Linked DNA regions of Mus musculus: regions 1 and 2 are each linked to region 3. Evidence: chromatin contacts called from public HiChIP or PLAC-seq and promoter capture Hi-C data. All regions are on one chromosome and are shown on one strand. Each heading gives the region's core, a stretch centred on a gene start, on an enhancer-like site or on the middle of the called end of the contact. The rest is flanking DNA. Distances are from core to core; before and after follow the strand shown. Region 1 holds the start of Rdh8 (retinol dehydrogenase 8). Region 2 overlaps Dnm2 (dynamin 2). Region 3 holds the start of Tyk2 (tyrosine kinase 2).

Region 1 (3,118 bases), core at 596-3,095, 310 kb before region 3:
AACCCCCATCAGATGAGACCTCCCAAGGTGTGCACCCCAGCAGGTCAGGGGACACCCTGCTCTGCAGTTGGCTGATGCAGACAAGTGATTTGCCCAGAGAGAAATCAAAGTGATGTGTCTGTTCCCAAGTGTCCCTTCTGGGCAATTGAAAGGTGGTGCCAAACTGCTCCCTCCCAGCCTGGGTTCCTCAGACAAAGAGTCTCTGTCCCTGGAGAGAAGGGGGTGGAGCCCCATGTAGCTGGAAGAGATTGGGTTCTCTAGGGTGGAGGGAAAACAGAGAATCTCCTCTCCCCAAGAGACAACCTTCTCTAAACAGAAGGCTATCACAAGGTCCTATCCCAGGTCACCTTACTTGGAAGTTCTTCTGGCAATCTAACTACTTTTTAAAATATTTACTTATTCATCATATGTACGTATGTGTGCACGCACTCCTGCACAAATTTCACATCTTTCCAAAAGAACCAGAAGACAGCTTTGGGAGAGCGATCAGTTCTCTCCTCTCCACCCTCCTCCCCCTCCTCCTCTTCCTCTTCCTCCCCCTCCTATTCCTCCATCTCCTCCTCCTCCACCACCAGCACCACGATTGGAGTCCCTGGAATTGAACTCAGATCACTGGGCTTGGTAGTAGTTTCCTTTATGCACTGGGACATCTGTCTGCCCCTGGTCTAACTTCTTGACAGCTGACATTTTGAGAGGAGGGGATGTCAGGACAGAAGCCAGGCCTTGTGCATACTAGGCAAGGGTCCTACCGCCCAGTTATATGCCCACTGTGATCTGACTGACTTCTGTCAGGGAAGGCTTACAGCAACACACTTCCTGTCTGTTCCTCTGTGAACTGGACCTTTTACATGCAGAGTCAGGCAGGCAAGGAACGCTCACTCCCTCTTTAATCACACGGACACACCATAAGAACACATTCAAAATCACTTACAAGCCAAGCAGCAGGGGGAGGACCTGGGGCCCCAGCACCTGAGAGGCTGCCAGTCTCCAATCCAAGCCCACCTAGATTACAGAGGGTGACCGTGTCTCAAAATAGACAAAACATTGGAGGGCTGGCGACAGGGCCCACAGGGTGAAGATGCCTGCTGCCTGCTGAGCACACCAACCTAAACTGGATTCTTCTAACCCACAAGGTGGAAGGAGAGAACTGACTGCCACAAGTGGTCCTCTGACCCACACGTGCAAGCCATGGCATGTGGACAGAGAGAGAGAAATGTAGTTTGAACACAGCAGTTGAAGAATGAGTGTTTGTTTACTATCAGGGTTGGGCCATAAATTGCATCTCCGTTTGTTTGTTTGTTTGTTTGTTTGTTTGTGTTTGTTTTAGTTGAGACAGGTCAGACTAAATTGTCAGCCTTTAAAAAAACAAAAAACAACCACTAAGCATGGTGGCTCACCCCTTTAATCCCAGCACTCTGGAGGCAGAGACAGGTAGATCTCTGAAGTTTGAGACCAGCCTGGTCTACATATCAGTTCCAGGATAGCCAGGAGTATAGAGAGAAACCCTGTCTCGCAAAAATGAAAAAAATAAAACAAACAAGTAAATAAACAAATAGCTCAGACTCTCCATCCTCCTGCCTCAGTCTCCCAAGCCAGAGATGGAATGTACAGGCCTTATGCTCCTAAACTTGGTTGGCTCTAAGAGGAACATCTGCTAGAAGAGATTTAAGCCTGCAGAAGTGAACAGTCTACAGCTGCCTTGGCTGGTCATCCTCAGCCAAGTCCTCCCTGGGCATCCTGGCTCTGCAAGGGATCAGGTGGCTGGGGTTTAGGAGAGATGAGCTGAAGCAGTAGGCCCAGTGGGGGTAGGGCAGGGACTGTGCAGGTGACATCACAGGTTCCTGAGAGGATCAGCATGGCCTCTCAGCAGCGGACGGTGCTCATCTCTGGCTGCTCTTCGGGGATCGGCCTTGAACTAGCGCTTCAGCTGGCTCATGACCCCAGGCAGCGTTACCAGGGTAAGGCCACAGCTTCTGGCACTGTCTATTGTCACAGCCTCCTGGGTGCAGGTTGGATACATGGGTCTTGGGAAGACCCTGGACACAGAGGAAGCTCCCTGCTACACTCTCTCAGCTCATATATGTAGATAGATAGATAGATAGATAGACAGACAGACAGACAGACAGACAGACAGACAGATAGATAGAGATAGATATATGGTTTATTTATTTTTATTTTATGTGTGGGGTGTTTTACCTGCATGTGAATCTGTATACCACTTATACCACTTGTGTACCTGGTCCCCAAGGAGATCAGAGAGGATGTCACATCCCCTGGAGCTGGGGCTAGAAACAGCTGTGAGCCACTGTGTGAGTGCTAAGACCTGAACCTCAGCCCTCCGAGGCATCTCTCCAACCTCTCACATGTATTTCTTGAGTATTGAGACAGAAAACAGTTACAGGGTGTGGTGTGTGTGTGTGTGTGTGTGTGTGTGTGTGTGTGTGTGTGTGTGCACATGAAAAATTTCACCAATTGGTAGTATGTTTGCCTAGCATGTATAAACCCCTGGGTTTAAGAGAAGACAGTGGTGGTGGCACATCTGTAATCCCAGCACTCAAGAGGTAAGCAGGAGGATCAGAAGTTCATGGTCAGGCTCAGCTACATAGCAAATTCAACCCTAGCCTCAGTTACACGAGACCCTGTCTGGAGAGAAAAACAAACAAACAAATAAACAAAGCAAACAGGCACGTGGTGGAGCATATCTGAAACTACTATTCACAAAGTTGAAGAAGGAGGATTCTGAATTCAAGGTCAGCCTAGGCCACATAGTGAGACCTGCCTCAAAATAAAATAGGCAAGCAAACAAAAAAACTTTCAGCTCTGGGTAGTGTACAGAGACAGAGGCAGAGTTAAGCAAATCACTGTGAGTTCGAGGCCAGCCTAGTCTACAGAGCTAGCTAGGACAGCCAGGGCTACACAGAGAGGCCCTATCTGAAAGGAAGGAAGGAAGGAAGGAAGGAAGGGCCGATGTAGATCTGTAATCCTAGCATTCAAGAGCAGAGGCAAGAAGACTATGGTAAACTCAAGGCTACCCTTGGCTATAAAGAGATCTTGTCTCAAAAAAATAAGAAAAACAAGAGAGGGAAGGAGAAACGGTGGGGAACTAAGCATGTCCAGT
Region 2 (3,487 bases), core at 807-3,306, 320 kb after region 3:
ATCAAACAAACAAACAAACAGAAACCAAAGAAACAAACAACCAACCCCTCCCCCCAAAACAAACAAACAGACAAAAAACCTGTAGTCAATTCTCCCGCAAATCCTGGAGCTCTCTAACCACCAGCTTTTGGCCAGCTTTACAGAACCAGCATTGAGTTTCTTCCTGTAGAGTGGATGTCCTGTGGTTAGTTTACCCCAGTAATAATCCTGATATCATTGCTGTGCCAGTGGACATCTCTTTCCAGACAGGTTGTTCTGGTGGCCTGTGGGCCACAGCCAGAAGGACCACTGATGGCTTTCTTTTCTCAGAGGCAACAGCTGTCCATTAGAGTGTGGTGTCTTCAGAGGTGGGGCTAACCCTTTAGCTCTGCTGGGTGACCAAGTGCAGCAGCCATAGCCTGTGATATGCCCCGGGCCTCCCTGTCTCCTCTGGCACAAAACTCCCTTTTACGCTCACAGCTTCCAGGAGGAAGGGAACTGTTTGATGCTTCCGTCTGACTTCCTGAGTCGGGTGAAGAATGCTGGCCTTGCAGGGTGAGCTCAGAAGTGTGCCCTCCAGTCCATTCTGTGGGAGAGTCTCTGAAGAGCTGATGCTCCTTCTCTTCAGGGTCTCTTACAATCTACCATGAAGTTGCTGCCTCTGGGCTTTTTGGAGGGAAGCTTTTTTAGTAATTTTTTTTGTTTGTTTGTTTTTTCGAGACAGGGTTTCTCTCTGTAGCCTTGGCTGTCCTGGAACTCACTTTGTAGACCAGACTGGCCTTGAACTCAGAAATCTGCCTGCCTCTGCCTCCGGAGTGCTAAGATTAAAGACAGCGCCACCACCGCCCTCTGCAGGGAAGCTTTTGAACACTTAATTCAGGCCCTTTATTCCCTTTACGCCTCCAGAGACTTCACCATGTTCAGCCTTTTGGTTTCTTTGTAATTTTTTTCCTCCAGGGTTTTCAATTTCGCCCATGCTGTCCTTTTAGTCTTTTTCAGATAATATTTTATGAGACTGAAGAGATGGTTAATGGCACTTGTTCTTTAAGAGGACCTGGTTCTCTTCCCACCACCCAGTTGGCAGCTCACAGTCCTCTGTAACTCTAGTTCCTGGAGATCTGACACCCTCATGTGGTCTCTGAGGGCACTGCATACATATGGTGCACATTCATACATGCAGGCAAACTCTCTTGCACATAAAATAAAAATACAACAGATCTTAGCTGGGTGTGATGGAGTCAGAGACAGGTAGATCTCTGTGAGTTCAAGATGAACCTGGTCTACATAGTGGCTCCAGACTAGGTAGGCTACAGAGTGAGGCCTTGTCTCAAAAATATACAAATGTTTACAAATATTAGTTCATTCATTCATGATTTGTGTGTGTGCTAGTGTGTGAGTGCGTGTGTGCGTATGTGTGTGTGAGTGTGCTATGTGTAGGAGTGTATGTACATGGAGGACAGAGGGCAGCTTTAGAGTTAGCTCTCCATCTTTATATTGCTTCTGGATCACACTCAGGTTTCTGACTTGCACAGCAAGCTTGCTTACCTACTGAGCTGTCTTGACAGCCCCTCTTCCTTTTTTTTTTTCCATTTGGTTGTGATATTACTACATTTATTCCAAATCTTAGCAATCTGAGTCTTTTTTCTTTGGGAAATTTTGGATCTTTCCTCTCCTCTCAGCGCCCCAAGCCCCCCCGCCCCCACTTTTTAAAAAACAGAACCAAGTTGACCTCCAATTCAATGTCTATGCAAAGATGACCTTGAACTCCTGCCTCCCCTACCTCTACTCCCCTGTGCAGTGCTGGGATTGCAGGTGTGCACTGCCCTGCCTGGCTTAGGTGGGGCGAGGGATAGGACCCAGGGCTTCCTGTATCCTAGGGGGGCATTTTACCTTTGGAACCCCAGGCCTTGAGGCTTTGGTCTGTTTGCTTTTAATTCTTCTGTAGCCATCAGGCATAGCACTGCTGACGCTGGCCACATTTATTGGCATTTCCTCAATTCCCTCTGTCTTAGTTCTTCCTTAGCTTTCTGCTGAGGCTAGGGAACACATTTCCCTCCCCTCGAGCCCGCCGCTCTCTGCCACAGCTGAGCACGCAGTCTCTTTTGGAGAATGTTCTCTGTGCCTTTGAGGGTTGGGAAGATGTCCGAGTGGGCAAGGACTAGTTTGGTGTGTGAAAGGCCCTGAATTCTAGCCCATCTTGAAGGGAAAGGAGGAAAAGTAGACAAAGCCCAGAGAGTGGGCTGCTGCTTCTGGATTTGGGCACAAGGCTTTCTTTCTGCCTTGTTGCTTTGGGTGGTATTCACTCTGAATACTCTTGATGTCTACTCATCCGTCATTCCAGTTTCTTTCCTCTTTATTGCCAGGGAGTGGGGGATAGACAGGGTCTCACTGCTTCCCTCTGGCTGGCCTGGAACTCACAGAGATCTACCTGTCTATGTTTTTTGAGTGCTATGATAAAGGTGTGTGCCAACCTCATTTGTTTCTTTAAAGGAAAAAAAAATTTGTTAAGCTGGGCAGTGGTGGCACTTGCCTTTAATCACAGCACTCGGGAGGCAGAGGCAGGCGGATCTATGAGTTTGAGGACAACCTCGTCTATGAAGAGAGTTCCAGGACAGCCAGGGCTACACAGAGAATCCCTGTCTTGAACCCCACTCCCTCCAAAACAGGATTTTAAAATTTTGTGTATATGAGTTTTTGCCTGCATATGTGTATGTATAGCACATGCATGTCCGTGTCTGAGGAGACCAATAGAGTGTGCTGGGTGTCCTTGGAACTAGAGTTACAGGTGGTATGGGTGCTGTGAATCAAACCCGGCTCCTCTTAACTGCTGAGCTAGCTCTCCAGCCTAATCCCACCCACCTTTTGTGTGTGTGTGTGTGGGGGGGGGTAGTAGTCAGGCTGTCTCTCTATATAACCTAGGCTAATCTGGACTTAAACTATTTTTGCCATATTCCTCTGGAATACAGGCATCCTAGGTGTGTGTTACTCTTCCTGGCCATTTGTCAATTACTGAAAAGATTGTCATTGTCCATGCAAGCCAGAGGAGCAGACTTTGGGCCTTCAGAGCTTGCATGAATATCTGCGTAGGTGTAGTTGCCTGCTTTCATTAGGAGGGACACGCAGGTAGGAAGTCCCTGAAGACGCTGACTGGCTAGATGAGCAGACCTACAATCTCTGTATTCAGGAGAGACAGACACCTCCTCAGTAAATACGGTGGAGGGCAGTGGAGGAAGACACCGACCTCAGCCTGAGTCCGTGTGCTCAGGTACACACGTGCACTCTCACATCACCCACACACAAGCAAAAGACATCCACACCGATTGCATTACCTAATTCCCTGGCCAGTTCTTTGACATATCACATGGCATTCCTTGACTTTGCCTCACCCACTATCTCTCATCACTGTCTTACCTGGACTTCTGGTTGTTCTTGGTTGTCATTCTCCTGACAGTGCCTGAGGGTCACCAGACTTGTGTGAGCTGAAGGACCTGAAGGAAGCAGGTGACAG
Region 3 (3,521 bases), core at 531-3,030:
CAGAAAAAAAAAAAAAACAAACCAAAAACGTATGAACATGGTGATGTGTGTGCATGTACATAGTGTGCACATGTGTGCATGTTATAGGTGTATATATTCCTGTTGTACCCATGTGTGTGCAGGCATATGTGTACATGACATGTATGTACGTACATAAATTATGTGTGTTTAGATAATATATACAAGTGCATGTGTATAGGCATATGTGTGCATCTCACATGTGTGTGTATGATGCATGGATGTGTGTATAGTGCATGAATGTGTATAGGGAAATATGTACATGCATATGTATGTGTGTGCATGCACAGTGTATACATGTGTGTGCACCTGAGTGTGAAAGTCAGCTTCGGCCAGAAGTGGACATTAGGTCCTTCCTCTATTACTTTCTACTTTTTAAATGCTTTTTCAAACATGGTTTCTCTGTGTAGCCCTGGATATCCTGGAACTTACTCTGTAGACCAGGCTGGCCTCAACCTCAGAGATCTGCCTGCCTCTGCCTCCCAAGTGCTGGGACTAAAGGAATACACCATGACTGCCTGGCTTCCACACTTATAATAAGTGTGAACATTGTGCCTACATGTTTGTCTGTACCTCATATGTTCCTGGTACCGATGGAGGCCAGAAGATGGGGTAAGATCCCCTGGAACTGGAGTTATATATGGTTGAGAGCTGCCATGTGGGTGCTGGGAACTAAATCTAGGTCCTCTGTGTTAACAGTGACTGTAACCCTGAGTCGTTTCTCCTACTCCTTTACCTTATTTTTTGAGGCATGGTATTACTAAACCAAGGTCACTGTTCTGGCTGGGCTGTCTTGGGAGCCCCTAAGAGCTTCCTGTCTCCATCCCCTAGTGCTGGAGTGACATGCCTGCTGCCACACTCCGGTTTCTGTGAGTGTTGGGATTCAAACTTGGGTCCTTATGTTAGCAGGCACTTTTCCAACTGAGGGAACATCCATTCATCCTTTATGTTATGATTTTGATGTTGGTCCAACAGTGTAGCCCAGGCTATCCTGGAACTCACACTGTAGCTCACACTGGTCTCCAAAGCATGGTGGTCCTTTTGCCTCAGTATTCTAAATGCAGGAATAATGCACTATACTCAACATCACACACACACAATTTTAATTTTGAGGCAGCATTTTACAATAGAGCTCACAGCAATCCCTCTGCCTCTGCCTCCTCAGTGTTGGACTCGGAGGCAGATAGGTCAGCAAGCCCAACCTTGAGCCCACCAGCCTTAGTAATTTATGTGACTGTAGGCGCACCTACATACAGTCAGATCTGCCTGTAAAGGAGGCTGGGGCCAGTGTCTATCTCAAAGGCAAGAGAGAAAGCGTCTGGCACACAGTAAGCGGTTAATAGTTGTGGACCGTATCTATTCCTGTTCAGGGCGCCATCCTGGGGACATGGGCTTTTAAGAGAACTCCCTTCCTCCTTCCTGGATCGTCTCAAAAATTCAGGTTTAGCTTTGAAGACGAAATCCAGGTAGTTTGTACTTGCAGAAACTGCATCTCTCCGCACCGACTGTCCGAAAACTTGCCTACCTATCTGGCCCAGGCAATAACTGCACTGTGCACTCTCCAGGTAACCCACCAGTCTCACTCTGGGGCAGTGTTAATGCAGGCAAGTCCCAAGCCTCCTCGCTGCCAGCTTCCCACAGCGGACCCTCTGCACTCACCGTTTCCGGAGTACTCAGGCTTGGGACCCTGGACCCCGCCCCACTGCCTCGGGGAGCCGCTGGAAGTCCACCGCCTACGCGCCACTTGCCATTGGCTACCTGAAGTGCGCATGCCTTTGGCTGCGGTCCGTCCCACCCAGTTTACGGTCCTACATCCCTATTGGTCATTGTACGAGAACAGCGGCGTTCCGAATGTTGATGGTGAGGGATTATTTTAGTCGTGATTTGTTGGCGTGGCAAGCGGAACTGAGGAGGCCTCTACGATTGGACGTCGAAGGTGAGGGCGGAAACGCAGAGGAGGGCTGCAGGGCCGGGCGGAAAAGTGAGGTCTGTAGGCGAAGGACCTGGAACCCTCATTGCCTAGGCTTCTGCCCGTCGGCCTACACCAGGGTATCGCGGCTGCAGAGTCACCCAGGCTTGAGGCTCCCAGTGCTATCCCTACACATCCAACCTCTCCCATCACCACCCCTTTTAAAATACCGTATCCCAAGCCCCACCCCCCAAGCTTTCCTTGAACAGTCTTTGGTGAATAGGCTGTAGCTCAGTGCTTGCAATTAAGTGTGAAGACACATGCCTGTAGTCTCAGCACTTGAGTGGAAAAGAAAGCTCAGAAGAGATGGCTCAGAGGTTAAGAACACTGACTGCTCTTCCAGAGGTCCTGAGTTCAATTCCCAGCAACCACATGGTGGCTCACAACCATCTGTAATGGGATCCGATGCCCTCTAATGATGTGTCTGAAGACGCGACAGTGTACTCAAATACATAAAATAAATAATTTTTTTAAAAAAAAAGTTCAATGCCATCCTCTCTACTTTGAGTTGGGGCGAGATTTGAGAACGACATAGGCTGTATGAGACCCAGTTTTTGTTTTTGTTTAAAGATTTATTCAAGACGGGCAGTGGTTGCACATGCCTGTAATCCCAGCACTCGGGAGGCAGAGGCAGGCGGATCTCTGAGTTTGAAGCCAGCCTGGTCTACAGAGTGTGTTCTAGGACAGCAAGGACTACACAGAGAAATCCTGTCTCGAGAAACCAAAAAAAAAAAAAAAAAAAAAAATATTCATTGTTATATGTAGGAAGACTGTAGATGTCTTCAGACACACGGGAAGAGAGCATCAGGTCTTGTTAAGGATGTGTGCCACCTTGTGGTTGCCTGGATTTGAACTCCTGTCAATCAGCAGCCTATGCCTCCCTGCCTGTTGCCCATTTCCGAGGCTCTCCAAATATGTTTCCTTTAACTTCATTGACTTTTGTCCCTAGTCCAGATCTATATTAGTACGGTTCCACTCGGCCGGTGCACACCATCCATGAATCAGAAGCAGATTGCAAACTGCTCCAGAGATGATCTACACCGCACCAGACCCAAGCAGCCCTACAAACCAGAAAGCCCTGGACCTGCTAAAAACTAACGTGAGCCCAGGCGCCCAGCAAATGAGACTGTCCCTTCAGCTGGGTCGGCAAATCATACGCTTGTGGTGAATGCCTCACTGCCCTAATTTCCTCCCCTACTCTGGCTAACAGACCAGCCTCCCTGGGCTGTGACAGGGAGTCCTAATTTCACCAGAAAGTAGTTACAGAGCAGAGAGCATAACCCCTTCTCCTCAACAAAGTGCTGGGGTGCTCGATACCAGGAAACTCCCTGGTAAAGGAAACAAAATGGTGACTTTGTTTTGTTTTTTTCCCCTTTAAGATTTATTTATTTATTTATTTATTTATTTAGTGTATGTGAGTACACTGTAGCTGTCTTCAGACACACCAGAAGAGGGTGTCATCTCATTATGGGTGGTTGCTGGGATTTGAACTCAGGACCTTTGGAAGAGCAATCAGTGCTCTTACGCACTGAGC

Evidence for each region. Promoter capture Hi-C pulls out the DNA fragments that hold promoters and counts their contacts. HiChIP or PLAC-seq counts read pairs in DNA pulled down with a chosen protein or histone mark.
Region 1: a contact with region 3 is called in a promoter capture Hi-C map of neural stem cells. The contact joins the promoter of Rdh8 here to the promoter of Tyk2 in region 3.
Region 2: a contact with region 3 is called in an H3K27ac HiChIP or PLAC-seq map of microglia, with 4 times the contacts expected there. The contact joins the enhancer-like site here to the promoter of Tyk2 in region 3. A contact is called at or near these places in 2 of 115 datasets of contacts at active chromatin or transcription factors (embryonic stem cells and microglia) and 1 of 9 other capture datasets (liver).

What each region holds. Positions count from the first base shown.
Region 1 is chr9:20,816,649-20,819,766 of GRCm38.p6, forward strand. Rdh8 (retinol dehydrogenase 8) reads left to right here and starts at 1,846. Exons shown (of 6, transcript NM_001030290.2): 1 at 1,846-1,958. The coding sequence starts at 1,856.
Region 2 is chr9:21,444,440-21,447,926 of GRCm38.p6, forward strand. All of the region lies in intron 1 of Dnm2 (dynamin 2), which reads left to right. Among named protein-coding and RNA genes, the nearest start is that of Gm46104, 20 kb to the right of the region's middle. Within about 2 kb of position 2,057, at least 23 of the 459 cell types and tissues checked have an H3K27ac peak or open chromatin away from gene starts, as enhancers often do. A contact at or near this core is called in embryonic stem cells and microglia, where this site is marked.
Region 3 is chr9:21,129,495-21,133,015 of GRCm38.p6, forward strand. Tyk2 (tyrosine kinase 2) reads right to left here and starts at 1,781. Exons shown (of 25, transcript NM_018793.2): 1 at 1,678-1,781.